Regions from separate parts of the Anas platyrhynchos genome. Here region 2 is linked to region 1. Evidence: chromatin contacts called from public Hi-C data. All regions are on one chromosome and are shown on one strand. The core of a region is the stretch at or near the end of the contact, and the rest is flanking DNA. Distances in the headings are between cores, read along the strand shown.

Evidence for each region. Hi-C and Micro-C count contacts between places; a contact is called where the count stands out from the background.
Region 2: a Hi-C map of F1 follicle shows a contact between it and region 1, with 5 times the contacts expected there. The contact joins two enhancer-like sites. A contact is called at or near these places in 5 of 8 Hi-C or Micro-C datasets (F1 follicle, liver, skeletal muscle and 1 more).

What each region holds. Positions count from the first base shown.
Region 1 is chr8:13,651,895-13,657,511 of IASCAAS_PekinDuck_T2T, reverse strand. LOC140003133 (a long non-coding RNA gene) reads right to left here. Exons shown (of 14, transcript XR_011811147.1): 12 at 2,533-2,713; 13 at 2,093-2,406; 14 at 311-1,088. Among named protein-coding and RNA genes, the nearest start is that of NR5A2, 110 kb to the right of the region's middle. Within about 2 kb of position 2,056, at least 2 of the 8 cell types and tissues checked have an H3K27ac peak or open chromatin away from gene starts, as enhancers often do.
Region 2 is chr8:13,912,595-13,918,211 of IASCAAS_PekinDuck_T2T, reverse strand. PTPRC (protein tyrosine phosphatase receptor type C) reads left to right here. Exons shown (of 29, transcript XM_072041603.1): 29 at 1-1,090. The coding sequence ends at 98. Among named protein-coding and RNA genes, the nearest start is that of PTPRC, 66 kb to the left of the region's middle. Within about 2 kb of position 3,146, at least 1 of the 8 cell types and tissues checked has an H3K27ac peak or open chromatin away from gene starts, as enhancers often do.

The DNA of each region.
Region 1 (5,617 bases), core at 807-3,306:
AAAAAAAAAAAAAAAATGGAACGGATGAAATTAAATGTTTCTTTTGGATCGTACACTGACAAAGAAAAGGAAATCCCTTGCTGTGGGATATTGCAGTCATGGGTCATGAACGTTTAAGCAGGAGTTACTGCCATCCAGAGGAGAAAAGCCATAAACTGTCATATTTCATTATTGTTTTAAGCATAGGAACGTAAAACACATTGGTTGATTCAGTTTATTTCATATTAAGGAATCCAAGAGTAGAGAAATAATATAAATGCACCCAGGGGTTTCTGCATGTGCTGTTTGTTTGTTGTTTGCTTTTACGTAGGTATTTATGAAACAAACTTCAGAGGAGCACTGGAGATGACACAGTATGAAACACATCCACAGAGGAAGAATCACCAGGTAATAAAAGCAATTTACTTTCCTCTCTGCGGGTGGAGATATTGCAGGAAGAGGTTTTAGAAATACCTGTGCTAGGTTCCAAGCTTTGGGCATGACACAGAAAATACATGTAGAAGGAGCTGGATAATGCGTGCCCCTCATAGCCTGTGTGACAGCTGCTTACGCCTTCTGCCCAGTGCGGCCCTGAAGTTGAGCAAGAGAAAAGTTCTCAGCTGGAGGGGGAAAAAAATTGAGAGGAAAGGCACAAAAAAGATTTAAACTGCTGAAATGCCGAGCCTTTTTCTTTGACAGTCTTTTTGGACAGTCCATCTTCAGCCACAACTGTGTGAAAAATGCAAGAACGGCGATATTTGACTAAATATGATAGTCCTTTGACTAAAAATAATGACAAATACTGACCCCCAGCTGGCGGCAGCAGGCGTGGTGTTGCAGCGCCCTCTGCTGGGCTCGGGGCGGGCCGAGCGCGCCCGCTGCTGCCCCGGGGGCTCCGCTCCGCCGGCGGCTGCCGCAGCCCGGCCTCGGCTCCGGTCCTGGGGCCGGGAGCAGCCGGTGACACTGCTGACACCGCCCCGCACCTACCACCTGGCCGGGAAGCCCACACTGAAGAATCAGGAGTGCCAAAAACAACCGAGCAAACGTCCTGGCTTCCTGTCTGCAATCTTTCCTTCCAATTATTTATGTTGCGATTGTTTCCAGAGACACTGAAAAACAAACAAACAAACAACAACTGAAATTGTGCTTGTTTATAAACACGCACAATGACATGATCTTTAAATGTATGTTTTAATTGCTGGGAAAAGTTATTTTCCCTTCTCCTGTATCACTCTGAGACTTAAGGGGAAGCATGAATTTCTCCGTTACTGTATAGTTCTTGAAAATAACACACATCACAATCCACCACAAAGTCCAGCACAGCACCCCAGTGATTTCAGTCAGGTACTCGACACACAGAAATTTAGCGCAGTTGGTAGTTGGACAGGATGCATCCCATGTTTTTTTGCCATTCTACCAGATGCCGTGAGTATAACATTGCATCACCCCCACCTCCATCACGGGATGATCTATTTCAATAGTATGTGAGGAACAACTGCGCCTACAGGTAATGGATAACCCTAAAAGAGCATCATCCAAGAAAAGCAGAGCAGAAATCACTGGCTACTGTTTCCAATTAGGAAAAAAAAAAAGAAAAATCAGGAAGAGCTGCATTTTACAGAGCCAAAATGACATCCTATTTCATATAGTCTAATTTTTAAATGTTGTAATTCAAACAAAAACAAACTTCAGTCAGAAATCTGCATTAAAATTTGGAAGAGGCACTACTGAGATATAAGGAGGTGAATGGGCCAGGACTCAAAACATTGGATATAGTTTTCCACCACATTTGTCCAACCAAATCCATGTAAACTTTGAGCAAGTTTGGCAAGAGCCACAGTGGTTTTGTTTTTACAGCCATACGAAGGGAAAAAATCCCTTGTGTATTGGGTATTCCTTGAAACGGGTAAAGTCATTGTGGTAAAATGTGTTTATGTATTCTAAGACAATCATAAATCAAGACAAGTCTTTGAAGACAATTTGAGGTAATAATTTCATGCCTGTTTCTTAAGTTGCCTAGTCTACATAGCTGCCTAAATGGGTAAGTGCCAGTGTAAACAGTCACTACTAGGTGCTGCCAAATGAAATCATCACCCTTTTTAGTGCCCCTTACCAAAGCATGCTCCTCACTGGCAGCCTTCAGTACGTATGCAAACCAATGAATCATCTTGTTAGCTCAGAGGATGACAGTGAAATTAAATTCCTTCTCTTCTAAATGCAACAGTTTAGTCATTTGAGACAGGAAATCGCTTTCTGTTGGGAAGCAGTATTGGGTGAATCTCAACCAGTTTCCAGAACTGAGAAGGGCTCAGGTTGCAGGAGAAACGATGTGATTATGATGGGCAGGAAGCAGAACAGGACAAGTTCAAGCAAAGACTCTGTAGAATGCAATAGCGAATATTACTCTTGATTACTCTTCTTTAATAGCTAGATCAAAAAAAAAAAAAAAAAAAAAAAAAGTATACCAAGATTAATTCCTAAATACATTAGCTCCTAGAGAAGCTTTTAGTGAATCCTATTCAAATGTTGGGATTTTTCTATAAAAATACTTGCCTGTGCCCGGCATCCCCCCAGGGCAGTTCTGCAGAAGCATCTTCACAAGTGATGATGTAAAGGAGGAGATGCAGTGAAGTAGACGGGGAAGCATGGAAACACACCTTGCTCTTTTTCTCTCCCACATCTATTATTTCGCATGTGCTATAGCCCAGCTGTGGTACCTCACTATCAATGGAAGCTGGCAGAAGGATCAATGAAAGGTTGTCATGAGAAAAGGAGGGTGCAGGCTGCTCAAAAGCACATTAAGAAGTATCTCCTGTTGAGGAACTTCACCAAAACTGATTGTGATTCCTTTGTGTCAAGACAGAGGACAAATTTTGAGTGTTGTTATATCTATTTTTATGATACCAAGATCTCTCTAAGAATTTATGAGACTCTCTCTTTGGATTTACTTATCCCTTCAGGAAGTGTAGATTGTAGATTAGTCATTTTAAGCCAGCTGACCTCAGTCACCTTCATTGACAGGCAAACTCAAGCTTAAAGTGAAAGGATTCCCGGGATCACAGGTTTCTACTAAAGTAAGTGCACGTGCTATCAGAGTACTCAATATGAGAAACATTTATATTTAGTTCCAGAATTATTAATTCTCCAAAGTGGTCCAGATTTAAATGGAATTAAATTCAATAGTGAATCCCACCTTACATAATGATACACGGGACTAGAAGCAATAACCTGCTGAAAGACTACGGAGCTCAGCATATCTGGGGCATTTGGCTGACTTGGAGCAGACTTCAAAGATTGCCTGAAAAGTTGCTGCCTTTTGCAGAGCTCACTGTAATCTATCTGTAAATTTTCACAATTTTCAGGACTGTTTTATGTGCAAAAATTTCAATTTAAAGATGAAATGATATCCTCAAATATTCCAGATGGGTTAATTACATTCAGCACAATTGAGCCTGAAAAAGTCCCTTGTAGAGCTCTCAGGCTCTGATCTATCCAACTGCAGCTTCCTTGCATCTCTGACAGACAAGGAGGTGTCCCAATATTTTCAGTGTCTTTTCAGTGTCTTTGCAAGGCTACTTGAAAAGGAGGAGAAAAGAAAAAAAAAAAAAAAAAAAGGCAGTGGGGGGGAGGAGTTCTATCTATTGGAGATACCAAAGAAGGCAATAAACAATGCTGTGCTTTTCTGGAATGAGTTTTCTTAACAGTTTATGAGAAACATTATCAAAGCTCCCTGACGTGATTTCAGAATTTGTAGTTATTTTGCACAAGGGAAAAATTAGGAGAAGATGAGGGATTCTATTATAAGAGGTTTATTTCGTGCCCTACTGGAACACCATCCAGATATTTCATCTAAAGACTTCATCAAGAGTAAAGATTATACGGGATCAGCTATCTGAAATTAATTAAATGCTGGAACATTTTCTTGGCTGCTAGATGTCTGAGAAATCTGGAAGTGGCAGATGCCAAACTACCTGCCATGTGTGTACTTCCTGTAGTCTTATTTTCCTAAATGAAATGTAGTTACCACAGAGGATATTTGGAATTGAGAATGTAAGATCAACTAGATTTGGCTTTCCTAAATGTGGTCTATCTCTTAGCAAGTGTTTTACAGTTGCTATTACAACTTTGTGGAGAAGTTTTTCTCATTAACAATTGTCATTTTACATTTTCAGCGTGGAATAATTAAGATATTGGTCTAAGTTTCAAGGCAGCATTTTAGAGTTTTAGCAAATTATTTCTTATTGTCTAATTGGGATTACACCATTAGCACCCATTGTGCAGTAGTAGTAACCATTTATGGATTACAAAGATATAATTTGTAAACAGTTATTCATAGTAAATACATAATTCCAACGTTGAAGTAACTAATAAATAAAGCTGCATTTCCGTTATTTTTAACTTAATAATATCTCTAAGGGAAAAAATCTGATATCTTTAGGTCAGTTTTAGAATCATGGAATAATTTAGGCTGCACGGGACCTCTGGAGGTTATCTGGGCCAACACCTGCTCAAAGGGGGTCTCATTGCGTCAGGTTGCTCATGGCTGTGTCCAGTCAGGTTGAACCCTCCAAAGACCACAATCTGTGCTGAATGCTGGTTACTGCAATACATTAGTAAGAAACTAATTTACATGCAAAATTATTCTACAGATTTCTGGATACAATTTGAAATGTTCCACCTTCTCTTGGAGTTTTTTTCTCACTCATTAAACTTTCTTGATATACTGTTCAATAATTGTATATCAGAACATGGTGCCTGGTGATAGCCAACAGGTAGCAGGAGATATTTCATCCATTTAGGTGATAATAGCTAAATAGCTTAGAGTGCAAAAGTTGCTTTAGTAAGTAAAATCCTTTGGTTACTTTGTGATTTACGGCTTTTTTGTTTGTTTGTTTGTTGTTTGTTTTTTTCTTGTTTGCAAAGCTCGTTATTTCTTTCCAAGCTATTTTAAAGCTATCCTTCATTGTCTCAACAATGAATTCTCTCAAAGATTTTCTAGATATTTTATTTAACTTACAGTATTTTGATTTCTTATGCAAAGTTTTACTGGTCTTTCATTTATACTTTATACTCTAATATTGACACAAGCCTTACCTGACATCAAAAACTTTGTGCTCAGCCCTGCACAGATGCATCAGGAGAATTGCTGCAATATTGGAAAATTGGCAATTAACCTGTCTTCATGCTTCCCAAACTTCTTTTCCCTCCCGTGTGTCAGTTAGCTTTTTCTGCCTCATCCTGTCCTCATCCTTGGTTCTGTATGAGGGGAGTTGTGGTGATTTCTGGGTGAGCAGGAGCAAGACTTCATTCTTCATTTTTCCTACCTTGGAACATACTCATTTCCATCCAAAGTCATTTTTCTGGCCAACCGTCTCTTTGAAGTAGCAATGCTACAGTCAAATTTCCAGATTTAATTTGTTCTTAGGCTTTTGAGGGTGACAAAAATCTGTAAATTGTTATTGTCATCAGTACTTAAAAACACTCCCTTATGAAGTCTGTAGTGATCTCATTCTTATTTCTGGACAAACTCTGGGGAAATAAAGCCCATCCCAGGGGCAGATGCAGCTGTTGTCTGGGAAAGATCACAGGAAGGTCAGGGCCCTGGAAAACTGAACCCATCGTCTTCACATCCTGGTTA
Region 2 (5,617 bases), core at 1,897-4,396, 260 kb before region 1:
ATGGGGCTTCTGAAGTCTGTGAGGATTCTAAGGCTGCAGATACTACTAAGGGAACAGAAAGCTCAACAAATGGCCCCACAACTCCAGTTTTAACTTAATTTTTTTTTGCTAAAAAAATAAACAGTGCATTTTGATGTGCAAAAAATCTTAACCAAAATAGGAAGTATATGATTTTTTTTTCCCTCTTCATACCTTTTTGGAAGACATCTATTTTTATATCAGATTTTCAAAATTACAAATTTAATGGAATACTTGAAACTCAGAAAGAGTGACAGAGAACTGTGAAAGTTCATTTTTTGTGTAGATTTGCATTTAATTCTTCAAAAACTTTTCACTGCTTTTGTGCTTTTCATTTTAAAAATATGTACAGTGTAATACAATGTTCTTATATTGAGCAGTGGGAAGTGTTTTTTTTTTTTTTTTTTTTTTTTTTAACGTCTGTAACGAGGAGGAAAAGAACTCAACACAGCAAGAGTAGTGTATTACTAAAACAGGCCTGTCTTCAAAACTATTAACTCTAATTGGTAAGCATATGTTCTATCACCTCAGGAGTGCTGACCAAGCACTGTTTAAGTAAGCGGAATTTATGGGACTTTGCCAAACAACTTCAAGAGCTTATTGTTTACATTGTGTGCTAATTCCAAGGGTCAGATTTTTAGTAAATCCTCCCAAATCAATGTGGAGTAGAAGTTTTGCATTTTTCTAACTTGCCTCAAGATGTCCTTGTTGCTCCATATAAATTCATCTGAGATTTCAATATTAGATTCAAAGCAGAAAGTTTGGAGATTTGAATGATTACAGTTCTGACGGAAAACACTTTCTGTTTACTCTTAGAGCTTGAAATATTGTGTGCTTGCACATTTATTTTGTATGCTTATATCCTGTAATTTAAAGAGATTACTTCCATGAATGCATATGACCTGTTTTCAGAGTAGATGCTTTTCTCCAAACCATGTATATTTCAACTAGTACAACAATTTTTTTTTTAATTAAGAGATTTTGTATGTTATAGTTGTGATACTTCTACTGTTTCTTGCTGAATTTTAGCCTACTGTTTTTAAGACAAATAAAAAGATTAATTAATAGTTAACGTGGTGGAAATTGTTCTAACAGTCTGTAAACTGGTCATTTCTTCTAAATGCACAAAATCTTGAGCTGTCCAATATATGGATAAAAATACAAATTTGAGTAGGAAATTCTTATAATACTGTGTATGAATCCAGGTAAGTGTTGTGATTCTCTCATTACAGGTGAACAAAACCATTTTTCTCTTGCTTGAAGTCATTAAAGAAACTCAACAGACTTAGTATCCCTCCACTTATCACTGCATGCTCCTAATTTCTCCTTACGAAAAAAATAAAAATAATTGAAAATACTTGAGAGCTATGTAAAAAACATATATGGTCACAGTTAAAACATTAATTTAATTTTGCTGCTAATTGAGATCAAATAATTAATTCACAATTATCAGTTAAGTGTTGCAGCTTGGTAGTCTTATCAAGGTACAGTGGCAGCAAACATTCACATGTATATATATGTGTGTGTGTATATATATATATATATATAAAAATAACACTTCATACAATCCCAATGTGACAATTGATGGAGTCTGCCTTAATAAGTTTTAGAATTTCTGATTACTTCTAGGAACTTGCTATGTATACATCAGGGTGCCTTTTTTTTTTTTTCCTTTTCTATTGTCATTTGAGTTTCAAAAATCCAAAAGGTGGTGACAGAATCTGTAGAAGAGTGCCATTATGCTGGGATGCTCTGTATTCATGTGGGTGATCTGTGGTTGTATTTTTGTCTCCCAGGAACACAGCGAAGCACATCACAGGTGAGGCACAAAGCCCAAGCTAATAATCTGCTAAGAAACTGTTTTGTTAAGGCAAGAACAACATTGTAAGCAGGCTGGATACTTGGCATAGCCTAGAAGCTGAGAAACTAACGTGCAAAGTAAGATACAAAACTTTGTTGACTTTCTCAAGTAGAGTTAAACTGAAAAATGACAGGTAACCACAGCCTCAAGCTAAGAGTCAGCTGTTGTTCACAAGTATTTTATAATCTGAAATCCAGGATAGAAATAGCTAAGCAATGGGTGAGTTAAGCAACAGGTAATCTGGGAGACCAATTCAGTTAATCAAGGTTTAATGTGACCAAAGGGATTGGATTTCTGCCACAATTTACTGGATAGAAACCAGTAGAAAAGTGGAAGAATGATGACGTGTTGGTGGAGCCAGGTGTAGGAAGATGTGGAGAGAGGAAGGGTCTCAGAGCCTTCACAAGTTCTTTCTTGGTCAGGTAACTATAGCTGGGGATGAACCTTGTGTTTTTTCTCTTTTGTTTATATTTTTATAACTTTCTTGCACTCTGTAATGAACCAGGTAGTAATATTAATATCTTTTGCAGAAAGAGTATGTTATGAGTATCAGCCATATCGTGATTCTTGAGATGAATGTTATACGACATAAAAATGTCCAGGCCACTGAGCCTGGGACTGGTCCAGGCTGTGGTGGTCAGAAAAATGTAAGGCTTCAGAGGAAGAATGGAACCCAGTACATCATAAACGTATAGCAAGGTATAAATGAAAAGTTTTATACAAAAGTTTTATTAGTTGATCTTTCTTTTCAATGCAAATGAAAGGAAGATGACAACTGCAACATTATTAAAGAAATTTAATTTAAAATATCTCCTTGCTAGGGACAAAAAGGAATTCTACAGTAATACAGTAAGTTACTGTAAATAAGTCTTACAGTCTTTTTCAACCTTAGTGAAAAGGGGGGTTATCAAATAGCTAAGTCCTCAGACTCAGTATTTTCACCATCAGCAATACATAACATTACTGAATTTGTGAAATTAAAATAATAAACCTTTTTCAAAGGAAAAGGCGTGTAACTATTTACAGCCAGGTTGTGTTTTGAACCCACAAGTGTGGCTGTACAACACAGAGGCAAAACAGAAACAGGAAATTTACTTTGGACCAATTTTAGCACTCAGTATCACAGTTTTGGTTTTGGAGGGCAAACCTCGTGCTAGCCTGACCTTGCCTGACAGTTAGCTGAGATCCTGGCCATGCAGAGTGTGCCCACATTCCCTTAGTGGCCCTGCTGCATTTTCTCAGTTTACCCGCCAGGCTGTGCTGAAATTCTTCAAACACCTCTGTTCAGAGCTCTGCGCTGCGTTCAGCTTGCTCCATCTCAGTAGCATGGAGCCATTTGAGGTAACGAAGATAGCATTTGTTTATACAAATGCATAGATTGTGTCTGTGTAAGACAAAGCTCTGGTTTGGAGTGCATGTTGTAGCCAAACCCTCCATGCTTAGCCTCGATAATTTGGTTGTGAACATAATTCTTTGCTGTATCAGTGAGATAACATTCCCAACTTAAAACTGATGGTTTTTCGAAGCTTCTTGGGCTGAAAAAGAAAAGAAAAAATGGAATAAAGTAGTGTGCCTGTGCTAACTTTTTTGTAAGGCAATACAACATGGAGTCAATATTGGATTGTGGGGCTGATAGACTTTATAATAGTGGTTCTCAAAAATGACTGCAAAAAATAAACTACATGTGAGGTACAGCAGACTGCATACATACAGAATAAATCAGTGGTAGCATCACAGTCTACCAAGAAATCATTTGTCAGCTCCCTTGTTGAAATAGAAGTCATCACTCATATTTTTCAACTTCAGAGAAATATGTGTTTTTTTTTTTTTTAAAAAAAAGGACAATAGTAAGTTTTCACTCAAAAATGAAGTTCTTGCCAAATGCAGAAATTTGGCAAGTGTTAGTTTTGAAGTTTAAAAAAAAAAGAAGAAAGAAATGAATCATTTTTCAGCCTATTTTACTTATGTTAATGTCATTTTGAGAACGACCGTATCTTGTTATAATTTTGGCACTGAATTATTTGTCTTTTATGAAATATTTAAATGTCATATTTTAATGTTATGTCATTTTGTCGTTAAAACCACTTCAGGACTACAACAGTTCAGCATCTTTAAAAGTGTTTCCTTTGTCTATGCTGATTTTCAATATAATTCCTATTCATCAGTAAAATGAAATTCTGACTTTATGTATTGATTTAGCATAAATAAAATTCCCACAGAACAGAAATTCAATTTCTTAAATGGCATTAAAAATTATTCCATAAGTTCTGTCTCCTTCCCAAGAGAGCAAGCAATTTCCACTACCAAATCATGCCTTGCCCATGCTCCAACCACAATGGAAATACTTTTTCTGTGGACATGGCAGGCAGGCAAAATTTGCAGCCCCCTTTCCAGCAGACAGCCCCATTCTTGCCTCCTCAGTCCAATTAGTCAGTCTCTGCCTTTTCCTTTGGTAGCTCTTGCTTGAGTTACTGAATGGTGGCCTCTTCATACCTGAATATCAATTGTATAGGTTTTCTCATTCTTTGTTATATCAAATATTTCATTGACTTGAAGAGATATCTGTTTTCTGCCACAGCCTCTCCACTTCCATCTCCGTCCACATCTCTGTCCTCCCTGCTCCTTTCTGGCATGGATGTCATCAGTGCAAGGTGCCAGGGAGCATCAAGAGCTGGCAGCCCTGCCAGGGAAGCAGAGCCTGGATCAAGAGTGAAGCAAGGCAGACAGGGAAGGGATTGCATCACGGGCACAGTGAGCAGGGCAGGGCTGGTGACACCAACCAGCATCAGACAGTGGACCACTGCTCGCCATGCAAGCGCAAAGCAACGAAGCAGCTGTGAGGCCAAGGAGACGTGGGTGAGTCAGGATCAGCCACGAGCGTGGCCAGGTACAGGCAGCCCTTAAGGCACAGCAAGTCTAGGCAGCGCTCCTTACCTTAATGCCACAGGCTTCCTGGCTTGTGTCAAGAAAAAAGTTTATGTTACATCTCTTCTAAAGGTCTTATGCTGCTTTGGAATCGCTGACTGTATGAAGTTCATATGCCACTTGGCTAGATGTTACAGAGGTTGATTACTTGTCATAGCATGCCATTTGTTGGGGCCTGTGGCTCAGCCTCTGATACCAACCTGCAATTGGTAAGGTAGGAGATGTCAGCACAGCTGTCATATCATGGTGCAGGATTCCATGGGCTCTGCTTTAGCATTTCTGAAGATCGCCGAGATTTTAGATCTTTCATTTTTAGCTGATAGGACAGCTACTGAGCCCTGTAAAACCAATAATGCTGGCTAAGTGCTAACCAAATATTTACGCTAAAACTTGAATCTTTATTGATATAAAGTTTATGATTATCTATGTAGAATTTAAAGTTGAGTTAAGCATATAGAGATGTGAGAAAAACAAGTTAGCTGAATTCATATACTTACAGATAGGAGGTTCATGTATTTTCATTCAAGACCCATTTCTACTCTGTGTGCTACATCTGCACCTCTGCATCCCAAGTGAATACCAGGTGAGATTTTATTGTGAAAGTTCATCTTAGAACAGGTACAAAAGAAATAGCCTCAAACTAGATATTTTGTTCTCAACTTTTCCATCTAGCAGGAATAGTTTTCTGACAGTGTTTTGTGAGAGTCACAGTTTCAAGAGTGCTATTTTTGACTTTCCAGCTCAGTAGTCCTTGAAGTCATGGGTTTTACACTGCTACACAGAAATGTATTAACAATCCCCACATCTCCTTTT